3 separate regions of the Gossypium hirsutum genome follow, and all the other regions are linked to region 3. Evidence: chromatin contacts called from public Hi-C data. All regions are on one chromosome and are shown on one strand. Each heading gives the region's core, a stretch centred on a gene start, on an enhancer-like site or on the middle of the called end of the contact. The rest is flanking DNA. Distances are from core to core; before and after follow the strand shown. Region 1 overlaps LOC107922585. Region 2 has its middle 4.9 kb from the start of LOC121213918. Region 3 holds the start of LOC107922304 (probable LRR receptor-like serine/threonine-protein kinase At2g16250).

Region 1 (4,217 bases), core at 852-3,351, 70 kb after region 3:
TGATATTTACGGGAATGACCCAATTTTTGTAAAATGCGCTGAGCTAATATTATTTTCAGGGAAAAACCAAAAAAGACCCATCTAGCTCAGCGCTTTTTTCCCCTTTGACGTATAAAACACGTACAAGCTAGCGTGTTTTACTAAAGCGCTTCCAGGTCAGCACTCTACCCGTGTTCCAACGGTCAATAACTAAATTTCCAAAAAAAATGTCATTTTTAAAAAGATTTACAAAAATAAGCTAATTTTTTAAAAATTTAAAAAAAATGCGCCTTTATATAGACCCAAAGTGGCAACACTATATTTTTTAAAATTTTTTGGTGCCACGTGAAAATAAAACTTACAAAATAGATCTTTATATAGACCTAAAGTCTCATTTTCCTTGTTTTCTTAAACAATGTGGGATGTGAGATATGTGTCTATATAGACTCAGGAATAGGTTTGCAGCTTGTTCCTGGACAATGTGGGATTCCTTCCGCTTTTAACTAACAACATAAGATTAAAGGCTACATTATATTTTATAATTTTTTTACAAAATAATTTCTATTTTTTACATTTTGCTAACTTTTTCTCATATTATAAAATTACCTTCTAAGATCTTTAATCTTGTTGCATTTTAGAATTGTTAGTGTATACAAAATGACCATAATAAAAAAAGAAAAAGAAGAACAATTGCACATATGAAACTTGTACATGTAGTAATCTTCTATTCAATTTTAAATGTTTGAAGTTAATATCCATGCAATTCTATTGTTTAAAATAATTTTTCCATTATTTCGATTTAGAAGTTATACTTTTAATTTTTTTAATTTTATTTTATGTTAAGAATATTTGATTAATAAATAAATGGTGAGTATTTGGTAAGTTCAGCGGTTTTACATTTACAGACGCATAAAAAATAATTTTTGTGAAAAAAAACAGATTTTTTATGTTTTAACTCTTCTGTATACGTTTGTTTTGGTTTGAATGGGCATTTCGAAGAAACTTCAGTTCAGTTCTGCCATAGAAAAAAGAGAATTCTTGGATTGAGCTTTTTCCTCCCGGCGAGAAAGCTTTTATTCTGCAATTCATTTCAAAAGACTTCAATCGATACAGGCAAAAAATAGGACAATTCAACATCTTTTTGTTCAATTTCGTGTGAAGTCAAATTCTCATTAGTATGAGTCAAGGGAACAACCCCTGGCATCTGATTTCCATATAAAGGGAAAGACGAGCATAAATACCCTTTTTAACTTCTATTCTGATGGACTGAATATCTTTCATAAGGAATCGAAGAAAGATGCGACGATTTTTTCCAAGAAAACCCCAACGAAATATATATACTATTCCCTCCTTTCTATCGAATCGATCATAACCACAGATAGTATTTTTTTGTAATTTTAAAAAATTGATATCTCTTTTTTTAAATATTTATTTTTTAAATTTTTTACTATACTCATTATTTTTTTAATCTTAATTTTAATTTAATTTCCATCACCTAATGAATGCTAATGAATTTATTTAAGATGTACTTTGACTAGATAGATAATCTATTTAAAAATAGCATATAATTATGTCAAATAAGTTTTTTTATAAAATATAATATACATAAAATATAGTAATTATTTTTCATATTTTCATATTTAGATTAAATTACATTAGCAGTCACTTAACTATGATTTTTTTGGCTATCGAATTATAAAAACTTACAAAATGATCACTTAACTATTAGTACTTTTTTTGTTACCCAATTATCTTGAATTTTGTTATATGTAACAAAAAAAAAAGACAAATTTGAATAGTTGAATGACAATTTTGAAACTTTTCATAGACAGATCACTACACCAAAACAGGCTTTTAGCAGCGCTTTTTTAAGCCTTTAGCGGCGCTTTGAGAAGCGCCGGAAAAAACGCCGCTAAAGACCACGTCACTAACTTTAGCGGCGCTTTTCCCACAAACGCCGCTAAAGACCAGGACCTTTAGCGGCACTTTTCCCATAAACGCCGCTAAAGACCAACACATATAGTGACGCTTTTCCCACAAACGCCGCTAAAGACCAAGACCTTTAGCGACGATTTTCCCACAAGTGCCGCTAAAGACCAGGACCTTTAGCGGCGCTTTTTTCATAAATGCCGCTAAAGACCCAGACCTATAGCGACGTTTTTCCCACAAACGCCGCTATAGCTCAAGACCTTTAGCGATGCTTTGATTACAAACGCCGCTAAAAGTACTATTAAATATTAAAATCAAACATTATTGATATAAAAAATTAATTAGTATTAAATATATACTTTTAGTGAAAAAGATAATATTTAATCATATAATAAATTAATTTTTTTAATCAAAATATTGAAAAATCATGTTAATATTCAAATTGCAAAATTACAAGTTCAAATAGTGCAACTAATTGATTGCAAAAAAAAAATGCACAAGTTCATAATGTACAGTAATCAACTTCAGGGATATGGATCATCTTCATCTTCATCATCTTCTTCTTCACTTTCAACTCTGTGACCATCTTCTCTGCTGCCTATGTGATTCAATGCTCTCCTTTCATCATCTTCATCATCATTATAAGGCACAAGTGACTCTTCAAGAGGTGAAGATGGTGAATCCACAACCCTCTGCCATTTTAAATCCCGTTCCCCGTCTACACTATCACCAAGTTCCCTTTTTGCTTTCATCTTCTTTCCCCCTCCTTCGCTCTCACAATTTCTGTTGCTATACCACAGTAGCATTCATCAATTAAACTAAGTTCCCATGAGATCTTCTACTACAATCGTTCACTTAAAATAAATGATAAAAAAAAAGAACTATACTTTTAGATGCTGAGAAAAAAAAAGCAGGAAAATTCATAGCCAACTATCTAGGGTTTTTATTGAGTACCAAATAAAACATAGCAGCATAGTAAAGAAACTTAAGTACAAAGGAGATTAGATAAATTTTCAAACAAAATATCAGTGACTAAAATATACTATACATTTCTTTTATTTTTTAAAGAAATTAGAAGAAGAGTTATAACAATAAAATTATGAAAAACCACAAGCCACAGTACTGCTGGGACATTCAAACTGGCATAAATTAAAGCCAAACTCCGATCAAGAAATGAGTATATAGAAAACAATCGAAGATTCTTCAAATATGAAAAAAAAATTAAAATCAAAATAAAGAGGAAAAATACTGGAAAAGCAAAACAAAATATCAAAGAAAATGAATATGACCACCTGACGTCTATAGTAATTTGAACATACTAAGGCCAATTACTAATTAGTAATTTGAACGTCTATAATATTTAAACATACAATAAAGTGCAGATCCGAAAGGACAGTTCACATACAAAGGCCAATTACTAATTAGTAATTTGAACTTCACACAATTTACAATTACCATTTATGATTAACATATTAAGAGATGGGTGTCAAATTAAGAAGAGAATGAAAAAGGTACTTGACTATAACAAGCATGTGAGAATTAACCTGATCCTTTCCAACATGTATAAGGCATTACAAACTTTTATAAACAAGGACAACTACAAAATGCATTTCATCACATCTCTTATATTTTTAAAGTAATAAATCGAATAAAAAATGAGAAAATCCAAGAAGTGGAAGAATAGATACCATCATGCATTTCAAAATCTTTGGATTAGATATTTGTGATCACATGTTAGGCTTCAAAGGCAAAAATAGCATATATCTAACGATATTGCTTCCATTTTTGTCATTACATATTAGAGAAAGTTACTTGGAAATACATTAGCATATATCTAATTGAAAAATTGTAAAAAATCTACCAACCAAATTTCTACATTATTGAATCGGGTCATACATTTTATATTTTCTATTTACAAAATATTGTTAGAAAACTAAGTTATAATTTTATATTTTGTAAAATTGTAAATATTATTTTGTCATTTTATAGAGCAGTAATGAATCGGGTCATACATTTTTGTCCAATTTTTACTGGAACACATACAAAGGCATAAACTTGCAGCCAGCTTATATCAAAATGACCAGTTCTTGATGTCACTAAATTTATTTAACATTATCTGGAAGAACTATACAAATACAACAGCCATGAACAGGAAGACAACTAAACATCGCTACTTTGAACATTCAAAGTATGTTAAGGTTAAAGTATTAACTAGCGACCCATAAAAGAACAAATAATCACATTTTGAATTAACCAAGGTATTTCAGCATATTCAGCAGCCTATATGTCTAAACAATATACCCTCAACC
Region 2 (4,487 bases), core at 79-2,578, 130 kb after region 3:
CAATTAAGCCCCTATTTTTTTCTCTTACTTGTGTATTTGAACTGCCAAAATGTATCAAAAAGGTCCTCAAACTTTTTTTTCAAAAAAGTAATTAATCCCCTGCTCTTTTTTTGCACTAATTGGGTACTTGAACTGTGAAAATGCATAAAAAAAAGGGCAAGGGGGTATCTAGGGGGTGGCTGGCAGTGGCCTCAGCTCCCTGAAATAGAAAATTTTTCATTTAGGCCCTTTATAGTTTAGAAAATTTTAAATTAGTAATGGTAAAATTGCACTTTCACCTCTCCTAAATTGATAAAAATTTGATTTAATCCTCTAAAAATTATAAATATATAGGCTATTAAAATGACAAAGTCGCATTTTTACTACCATAAAAATATAGAATTTAATTTCAGCCACCCAAAAAAAATTTCTAACTTTGCCTCTGCCCCCCCCCCCCAAATTATATTTTTGGATCCACCATTAAAAAGGTCATTTGATCATTAACTTTAACTGTTGACAATTCAGTTAACCGCCCTTAATTTTTTCAGTTAAGCCACCACGTGTCACAATCATGGCGTGACATGTGGCAAAAATGATAAAAAAAATATAAAATATAAAATTTTAATAAAAATATAAAAATATTTTAAATTTATTAAAACTTAGAAAAAAAATAGAAAAAATTGATAAAAATAGTAAAAATATAAAATATATAGTATTATAGAAAAAAATTTATAGAATTTTATAAAGTAGTAAGAAAAATATAAAAAATGTAAAGAAATATAAAATTCTTAAAAATATATATAAAAATTATCGTACCAAAAGAAGTATTTTATAATTTTTCTATAACTTCAACGGTCAAGTTAAAGGGTCTTTTTTTAGTTGTTAAAGTTGACAACTTAGGGGGTGAAGGCGAAGCCAAAAATTTTTTTTGGGTGAGCGGAAGTAAATTATATATTTTTATGATAGTAAAAATGTAATTTTTTCATTTTAATAGCATATATGTTTATAATTTTAGAGGATTAAATCAAATTGTTATCATTTTTGAGGGGCTAAAGTATAATTTTTTTAAAAATAAAGGCTTAATTGATTTTTCTTTTTAAAAATTGAAAACTTTTTACACTGTTGAGCCTTTAAATTTTTATTTAAATAATAAAAATGTTTTAAAATATACAGATAACCCATAAATGAAGGAGATAAAAAATTGTTGACTTAAGCGAAGCAAGAGAATTGAGAGTTGTATATAAAATGAACCCTGTTATTATATTGGGTGGGTGATGAAACTAGCATAGCCGGAGATACGAAAATACAAAGAATTGGGCCTTATTCAGTAGCCCAACTGATGGCCTGTGTTGTGGTATAAGAAAATCACATTGCAATCATTCTCCAAATCTGTTGATTTTATTATATAAATGCTGCACTGCATCTACATGATCTAAATGGACTCAACATCCATCCCCCCTCCCCCTCACTAATATTACTATATCAACATTAATGGTGAAATGAAAAATATGATTTTTCTATCCAAAAGAAATAAAACATATAATTCTAAACCAACGTACACATTTATTTTTTTTCTCTCCTCTCATCATTTTAATTTGGAAGAATTAATAATGACTATCCTCTCACTTTTTTTCCAATCAAATATATTTAAATTTTATTTTCTTTTAACTTTTTCACTCATTTCTTTCATTACATTTTCTTCCACTTGGAGACAACTCAATATTTCGATTTCTAAACTTACTATACATGAAAAGAAAATACATTAAGAACTGTAGATTTATGGCCTTCAAAACATAACACCCGTTTGTTTTAATGGTTTTTGAAAAGAAAAGGGAGGGGAAAGAGAGAGGGAAAAACAAAAGAATTTTTTTTTATGTTTAAAATATGATAACCTGAGATTTTGGGAGAGTGTAATAAAATTTTAGAAATTGCGTGATAATCTAAGTAAAAAAAGTAAGGTATATAATATATACTAAAAATTTTATATACGCGTGTTAAAATCACGTATTTAAATAATAAGATATGTTTAAAAATAACATAATAAATAATGAAATATAAAGTTAGAAGCTAATAATAATAATTGTTTTAAAAAAGAAATAAATAATAATAACAACAAATATGCAATATGTACAAAATAAAAATAAAAATAGTCTAACTTGTGAGTAAAGAAAATTGAAATAGATAAATACATCATATAAAAAATATTAAATGCACTCCAATTGTTTATCATAATATTATCATTTTTCTATAGCATGTTAAGTGAAAATTCTGTAACAGCCTGATTTTCAGTGGTGTCGGAAATAGTGGTTCAAGGCCACTAAATCCGACGAGTAAGTTTGTAAATATTATTATTTAATATTTACGAGTCAAATGTGACTTTTTTAAAAAAAATACATTCCTGGGACTCCGTTTCGGTAAATCAGAAATATTTACGAAGCTAGTTGCATAGTTAATTAGGTTTTGATTAGGTGAGTTTGACTTAATTAAGGTTAATTAGATAAAAGGACTAAATTAAATTGATTGTGAAAGTTTAATTATGAAATAGAAAAAAATTAAAGGGATCAAAGAAGTAATTATGCCATTACTTAAGTTGAGGCAGCATAAGTAGACATTTATTTAAAAATCTAAAGTTAAAATATATTATAATATAATAATATTACTTAAAAGTTAAGTATATATATTATATTATATTATATTATATAATAAAAACAAACAAATAGAAAAGAAGGAAGCAACAGAATTGAAAAACGAAATAGAGAAGGAAAGAAAGAAAAGGGAAAATTGGGGTTTTGAAGTTTCAAGTTTAATTTGGTAAGTTAGATTAGTTCATTTTCTTATAATTTTGATGTTTTTGGAATTCTAGAATAAAATACTACTTGATTTAAGTTGAAATTTTGAAAGTTAGTAAATTTTTAGATGTTGTTCATGTTGAATTAATTGATGAATTAGGGGTTAAATTGATTGAATTTCAAGTGAGGAGTTAGTAAAGGGTTGTAAAATAAAACATAAGTTTTGAATAGTAGGGACTAAATTGAGAGAATTTTAAAATTAGGGATTTATGGTGAAATTAGAGAGTTAAATTAGTTTAAAGTGGGAATGGAATGAAAATATGAAATTAGTTTTTAGAATAAAAGTTAGTCTCAGTTTAGGGACTAAATTGAAATTTAGGTAAATATTGAGTAAAAATTGAAATATTTAATGTGAGATTGAATGGTGTTGTATTGATGATTTTTAATTGTTTTAATTCTGTAGCTAGCATTGTACCGGAATTCTCGATTAAAAAGGGGAAAAATATAGTTGACGAGGAATAGCTCGGAATTCCTAGTTTGTATTTCTATAATCCGAATCTAATTATTAATTGTTATATTTTGATTAAATGTTATAGTAAGTGATTGAGATGAGAATTATTGTGTTTTACAATTGAAATGGATTATCTTGATAAGTGATGAAATTATATTGGTTGAATTGAATTGGAATATATATATTATGAATATATATGTGTGTAAATGTGAAATTGTGTAAATATGATAATTGAATTATTTTTTATATGTATTGTAATACTCAATTTTAGTCCGGACTCATATATGGAAACATAATCTTTGACGATATGCAATCTTAGATATGATATGCAATCTTAGATATGATATATGCAATCTTAGATATGATATGTAATCTTAGAAGATGTGATTTTGTAATCTTAGAGATTTAATTTGTAGATACCCTTTAGTCTTCACCGTTGATGTAATTGATTTGTACCGTTAGATTTGGGGAGACTCAACTATAAATAGAGGCCTCTCCCTTCATTGTGAAAAAAAAAGAAAAAGGAGGAATAAAAAAAAGAGAACGATTGTCAGTTTTTTAAAGGTGGCTTACTATTTTTTTTCTTTTGATTATTTTTTACTTATTTACGATTTTAAAAAAAGGGAGAAGGTGATACCACTGTGAATTTTATTTATTTTATTTAGCCCCTTCGCTTTTTAATGTTTTTGTAATTAAGTTTTTTTTTTATTTTTTTAATTTACCTTTTTATTTATTTTTATTTCAATTTGGTCTAATTTGAACGGCATCGTTTAGAGAAGGGAAAATTTCCCTTCCAGCCCCTCTATGTAATTCGAGCGTTCAATTAAGTCCCCCAGACTTTATTTATTTGTGAATTTACCCCAGATCTTTACTGGCGATCCAATTTAGTCCATTTTCATATTTTCTTTAAAAATCTATATTTTTGATAATGCAATTGTATTCTTTTAATTTTTATTTTATAATTCTCATATGCACTTATTATTATTTTTTATATGTATATTTAAGCATGTATTTATGTTTTTTTATACTAAAATTTTCGCATACTTATATTTTATATACACATGTTTAATTTATTTAATTAATTTTAATATTATACTAATTGTTTAAAACTTATGTATTTTTTTATGTGTACAGGTATATTTTTTTATTCGCTTATTAATTTATGTTTGCATATTTTTATTATTATCTTGCCTATTTATTTGATATTT
Region 3 (4,655 bases), core at 192-2,691:
AATAGTCCCAATGTAGCAGGAATCAAACCAGCAAGATTGTTATCATGAAGATACAAAGAAGTGAGTCGACTCAAGTTACCGAGCGTACCAGGGATTGAACCGGAGATATTGCATGAGCGGAGATCAAGAACCTCGAGATTAGCCAACCGGTTTCCGAACGAATCCGGTATTGACCCGGGAAGCGGGAACCCAGAGGCATTGAAGGAAACTAACCGGGCCAAGTTAACCATAGAATCAACATTGAACTTGGGACTGAGTCGTCCAAGTCTGGTTCTTTTTAAACCGGAAACACTGATTTTGGAGACGGAGCCGTTCCGACATTCGATACCGAGCCACGACGAGCAGGGGTCGGACTTGATGGGCCAATCTTTGCCTCGGAGACCTAAAGATGCGCGGAGATCCAGCAATGCCCGCCGTTCGATTGGAGAACTTAACCGAGCTTTCTGAGCTACCACGCACTGGATCAAGAACAAGATTACAGCTAACAAGAATATTGATAACGCATTTCTTTGAGCTTCCATTGATAATGCGAAGCTGATGCTGATGAACTTCAATGGCGGCTAAGTGTCTAACTCATCTTCTTCCTAACAAAATAAAAATCTGTTAGTTTCGTATGTTTACCATTACCATTACTATCAGAGAGCTCTCTTTCTCTTACTAATCTGTGCATTTTATGTTCTTACTTGATTTACAGAAAGTAAAATTAAAGAAAAAAAGAGGGGGGGGTTATTAAGTAATAACTATTACTCAAAAATAGAGAGAGAAAAAATTAAAAAAAATTCTTATTCTTGGTAAATTCTTACCACCAATCACGAGCTTTGATTCTGCATTCGATGTTGTTTACCGCCGATCCCGAATTAATAATAATTTATACAAATAAAAGAAAAATCAAATAGAACTTGATGTATTAAATCCAAAAGAAATTCAAAGAAAAAATGAATGATGGCACGGGGTTTTAAGGGAAGGGAGGGTCAGGTGACATTAATGAGATGAAAGCAAAAAAATGAGGGAAGGGTTTGTTTGCCCAACCGCAGGGCTTTCTGCAAATACAGTTTTACTTTACTATCCACCGGAGCTATTTAGTGAACCTACCATTTCAACAAACTCAAAAGACTCTAAACCTTTCAATTTGATTATTACTACTCACTCAGAGCATCAATGGTGATATGGAGTTTTATGCTTCATTGACTTGGAATTCTTTTTTTCCACTCAAATTTTGTAAAAAATTAACTAAAATTGTTCAAATAAATTATTATACCTTAAAAAAAGAAAAGGTGGAATCTTGATCCTGAAAACCCACTCAGCCTATACCCAACAACAATATGGAATAATAAAATAAAAAAGGGTGAATCCTTTCGTTTTCACATCATAATCAATCAAAATACAAAGTGTTGTAAGTGGCAAATAGAGTGGGGATATATGGATCAAGTCTTAAAAGTCTTCTTCAGCGACATTTACCTGATGAAATTTGTGCTTTATTATTACTCTACCTTCATCAACTATTCTTATTTCTTTTTCCAATTATATGATATTTGAAGTTGGATAATTTTCACACTCGAGCCATTTAGATTTTAAGTTTTTTCTTTCACTTACCCATCCTATTTGAAGAGAGTTTCACTTATAATTGTCTCTTTATTTGTTTATTTTTTCACTTTTAATTACAAAAAATAAAAAATAAAATTAAATCAAATATATTTAACTTCTTTCATTAAAAAATTAAAATTAAATCCAATTAAAAGTAATCATTTTAAATTTATTAACCTTGATATAATTCATTAAATTAAATCAAGCGATCAAACTTTTGATTTTGAGCAAAACATTGATGAAATTTGTGTTTATAAACGTATTGTGGATGGAAAGCTAGTTTTTCTAATTCTGTATGTCGATGACATTCTACTCATTGGAATGTTGTAGATAAATTGTCATCGGATTGTGGTTAACCCAACAATTTAGTATGAAAGATTTAGGTGAATCTAACTATGTTCTAGGAATTTGAATACTTAGGGATAGAAAGAATAAAGTGATAGCTTTATCGCAAGGTTCATAAATAGACAAGCTATTGAAACGTTTTACAATGATCAATTCAAAAAAGGGATCATAACCTTTTGTTTTGAGATTTGATTTTTTCTTTAGAAGACTATCTCAAGGTAGCAAAAGAAAGAGAACATAAGAGAAAAGTTCCTTATGCTTTATGGCATTGGCAGTAGGAAATCTCATGTATGTTATGCTATTATACCCACGTCTAGATGTTTGTTATGTAGTAACAATGGTAAGTCAATATCAAGTGAATCCCGATCCAAAACACGCGCAAAAAATTAAGCATATACTCAAGTATTTATGGAGAACTAAGGATTACATGCTTGTATATTTCAGAGGGGATTTAACTCCTATCAGATATATAGACTCTGATTTTAAAACGTGTTGAGATTCGAGGAAATTGACATTGAATTGTGTCTTTATCCTTGGCGACGAGTCCATAGTGTGGAGAAGTGTCAAGCAAGGCTGTAACACCTAATACCCGACCCAATCATCAGGTCCAGGTACAAGATGAGACAATAACCCAATAACTCAACACTATTTAAAATTCTACATTCGTTTCATACTTGAACAACTTAAATTTCAAAACCAAACTATTAAGATCCGTACAAAACTGGCGATAATTTTTACAATTTCGATTCCCACATCCATTTATAAGTTTCAAATTAAGACTCAGTTACTAACACAATCACTTAAATCCTGAGGCGTGGCCTCCAAGGAAACCCCTCTCTATATATGAAATAGCTATCACTCCCACCTCTAACTCTGGTGGGGTTTGGCTTAGTCCCTCCTCTTTATTTTCAAGTCATTATCTATCCTATACCCAATCAATAATTTTATAAGTTCAGAAGAACTTAGTGAGATATGTACATAAAATTCATGGAAGATTGCTTAAATCTTAAGAAAATAAGACTCTATGTACAGAATTAAACTCCCTGAATTTTATAGGAGGATTCGCGAACTTAGTCGATAAGGCCAATGCCTCATTCTCTCTGAGTCGCTTATTGGCAGACGTAGTCTCTGGACTGGTCATAACCATGTTCTATCTAGAGATGTTCTCTCATGGGTCTTACCCTATTTTATTGTTGTTCAGACTTATGTTATACCACTTTCATGTTATGTCACATCCTTGGTACCTGTATTCATTATTTCTGACTGACGACAACGATTGGCGTCCACCTAGTATTTGCCATAATTACAGATCCTTACCTACATAAGATATCTTTCTAATATCTTCTTTTTCTTGGCGGACTAGTGCCCAAGATGTAACTCCATAGTACTTATTCTTTTAATCCCATCTTTCAAGGTACTCCAATGGATAGGTAGTTCCTGGCGTACCATTTCATACTCAGGTATTCATTGGTCGTTTTCACTCTTGGTAGACCTACAAGGTATCTCCATATTACATGGCCTTAATGGACTCCCTCTTCTCACTATTTTTTGGAGGACTCTCTACCATAGTAGTTCCCAGCGGACTTCTTTGTTATTAGTCTTAGTGGTCTTTTCTTTGCATTATGTAGTCCTAGCTAGGCATACTTTCCTGGAAATTTTTTGGCAGACTTTATTGGTCATTCAGCCTTGTGCGGGCATTTTCTCCTATAAGGTCTCTTGATGGACTTCTCACCCTTTCGATTATCTCTTTGCCAATTGCCGAATTAAGACCTTAACCTATAATAATCCCTTTCGTATCTGTTCAGCCAATGTGGGTTTCGTGATATTTCTGGCGGATTCTTACTGGTAGGTACTAGTACTATGTATGCTAATTTGTTTAAGGAATTTCTCCTTTTTTTTGCACAAACCGGTGTTGAGGCATTTCTTTCGCTTCACTCTCCATTTCACTTTGGCGAGTCCTCGTGTTATCCCGTTTGCTTGCGTTCCCCAAACGTGCCAAGACCATTCTGTCTCGCAACTTGACATAAGTCACACCGCGACTTCTTCTTTATTCTTTGGTTGGATTATTGGTTTACTGTCTTGCAATCCCCATATGTTGTCATAACAGATATATGGTCTTAAACATGTAATCCCCATGTTTAATGGCCTAAAGGAATCCATGTGTTGTCATAGCTGAGCTATGGTCTTACACATGTAATCCCTATTTTTAATGTCCTGGCGGACTCTATTAGTTGCCATAGCTGAGCTATGATCTCACACCTTAACCTCTTTCATGGTGTTGCCTCGAAGGATCGTATCGCTGTCACAGTGTTGCTCCATAGAGTCGATAGACCGTCGTCATGGTGTCACTCTAGTGAACCAATAGATAACATTTCACGATGCCATCCAAACTCTATTGAATCCCCATTTCAATCTGCCCATTCATCCATTACACCAATTTTTACTATCTTCATCTACCTCGACAAGGTAAGTACCTCCGCACTCTGTATATAAACTACTCATACATTTCATGCAAACAAGGTACTTGATACATAACACAAAGTATGCCATATATATTCAACACCACGTGATAATCGTTTGACGTTCAATTATCATACTTACAAATATTCACATACTTATACAAGGTTATGCATTCACAACATGCTCAATCACCATTTTTACACACAACAATAGATTTAGACAACCCAGAATAGTCACAACACAAATAATTCATCAACTCAATTTCC

The links. A called contact is a pair of places that touch in the nucleus more often than the background predicts.
Region 1: a Hi-C map of leaf shows a contact between it and region 3, with 4 times the contacts expected there. The contact joins the enhancer-like site here to the promoter of LOC107922304 in region 3. A contact is called at or near these places in 6 of 34 Hi-C or Micro-C datasets (callus, hypocotyl and leaf).
Region 2: a contact with region 3 is called in a Hi-C map of leaf, with 2.3 times the contacts expected there. The contact joins the enhancer-like site here to the promoter of LOC107922304 in region 3. A contact is called at or near these places in 4 of 34 Hi-C or Micro-C datasets (hypocotyl and leaf).

Annotation. Positions count from the first base shown.
Region 1 is chrD01:19,278,120-19,282,336 of Gossypium_hirsutum_v2.1, reverse strand. LOC107922585 reads right to left here. Exons shown (of 4, transcript XR_001691346.2): 4 at 2,288-2,697. Among protein-coding and RNA genes, the nearest start is that of LOC107922585, 4.7 kb to the right of the region's middle. Within about 2 kb of position 2,101, at least 1 of the 9 cell types and tissues checked has an H3K27ac peak or open chromatin away from gene starts, as enhancers often do. A contact at or near this core is called in leaf, where this site is marked.
Region 2 is chrD01:19,220,917-19,225,403 of Gossypium_hirsutum_v2.1, reverse strand. No RefSeq gene overlaps it. Among protein-coding and RNA genes, the nearest start is that of LOC121213918, 4.9 kb to the left of the region's middle. Within about 2 kb of position 1,328, at least 2 of the 9 cell types and tissues checked have an H3K27ac peak or open chromatin away from gene starts, as enhancers often do. A contact at or near this core is called in hypocotyl and leaf, where this site is marked.
Region 3 is chrD01:19,346,879-19,351,533 of Gossypium_hirsutum_v2.1, reverse strand. LOC107922304 (probable LRR receptor-like serine/threonine-protein kinase At2g16250) reads right to left here and starts at 1,441. Exons shown (of 5, transcript XM_041087259.1): 1 at 804-1,441; 2 at 1-580. The coding sequence starts at 521.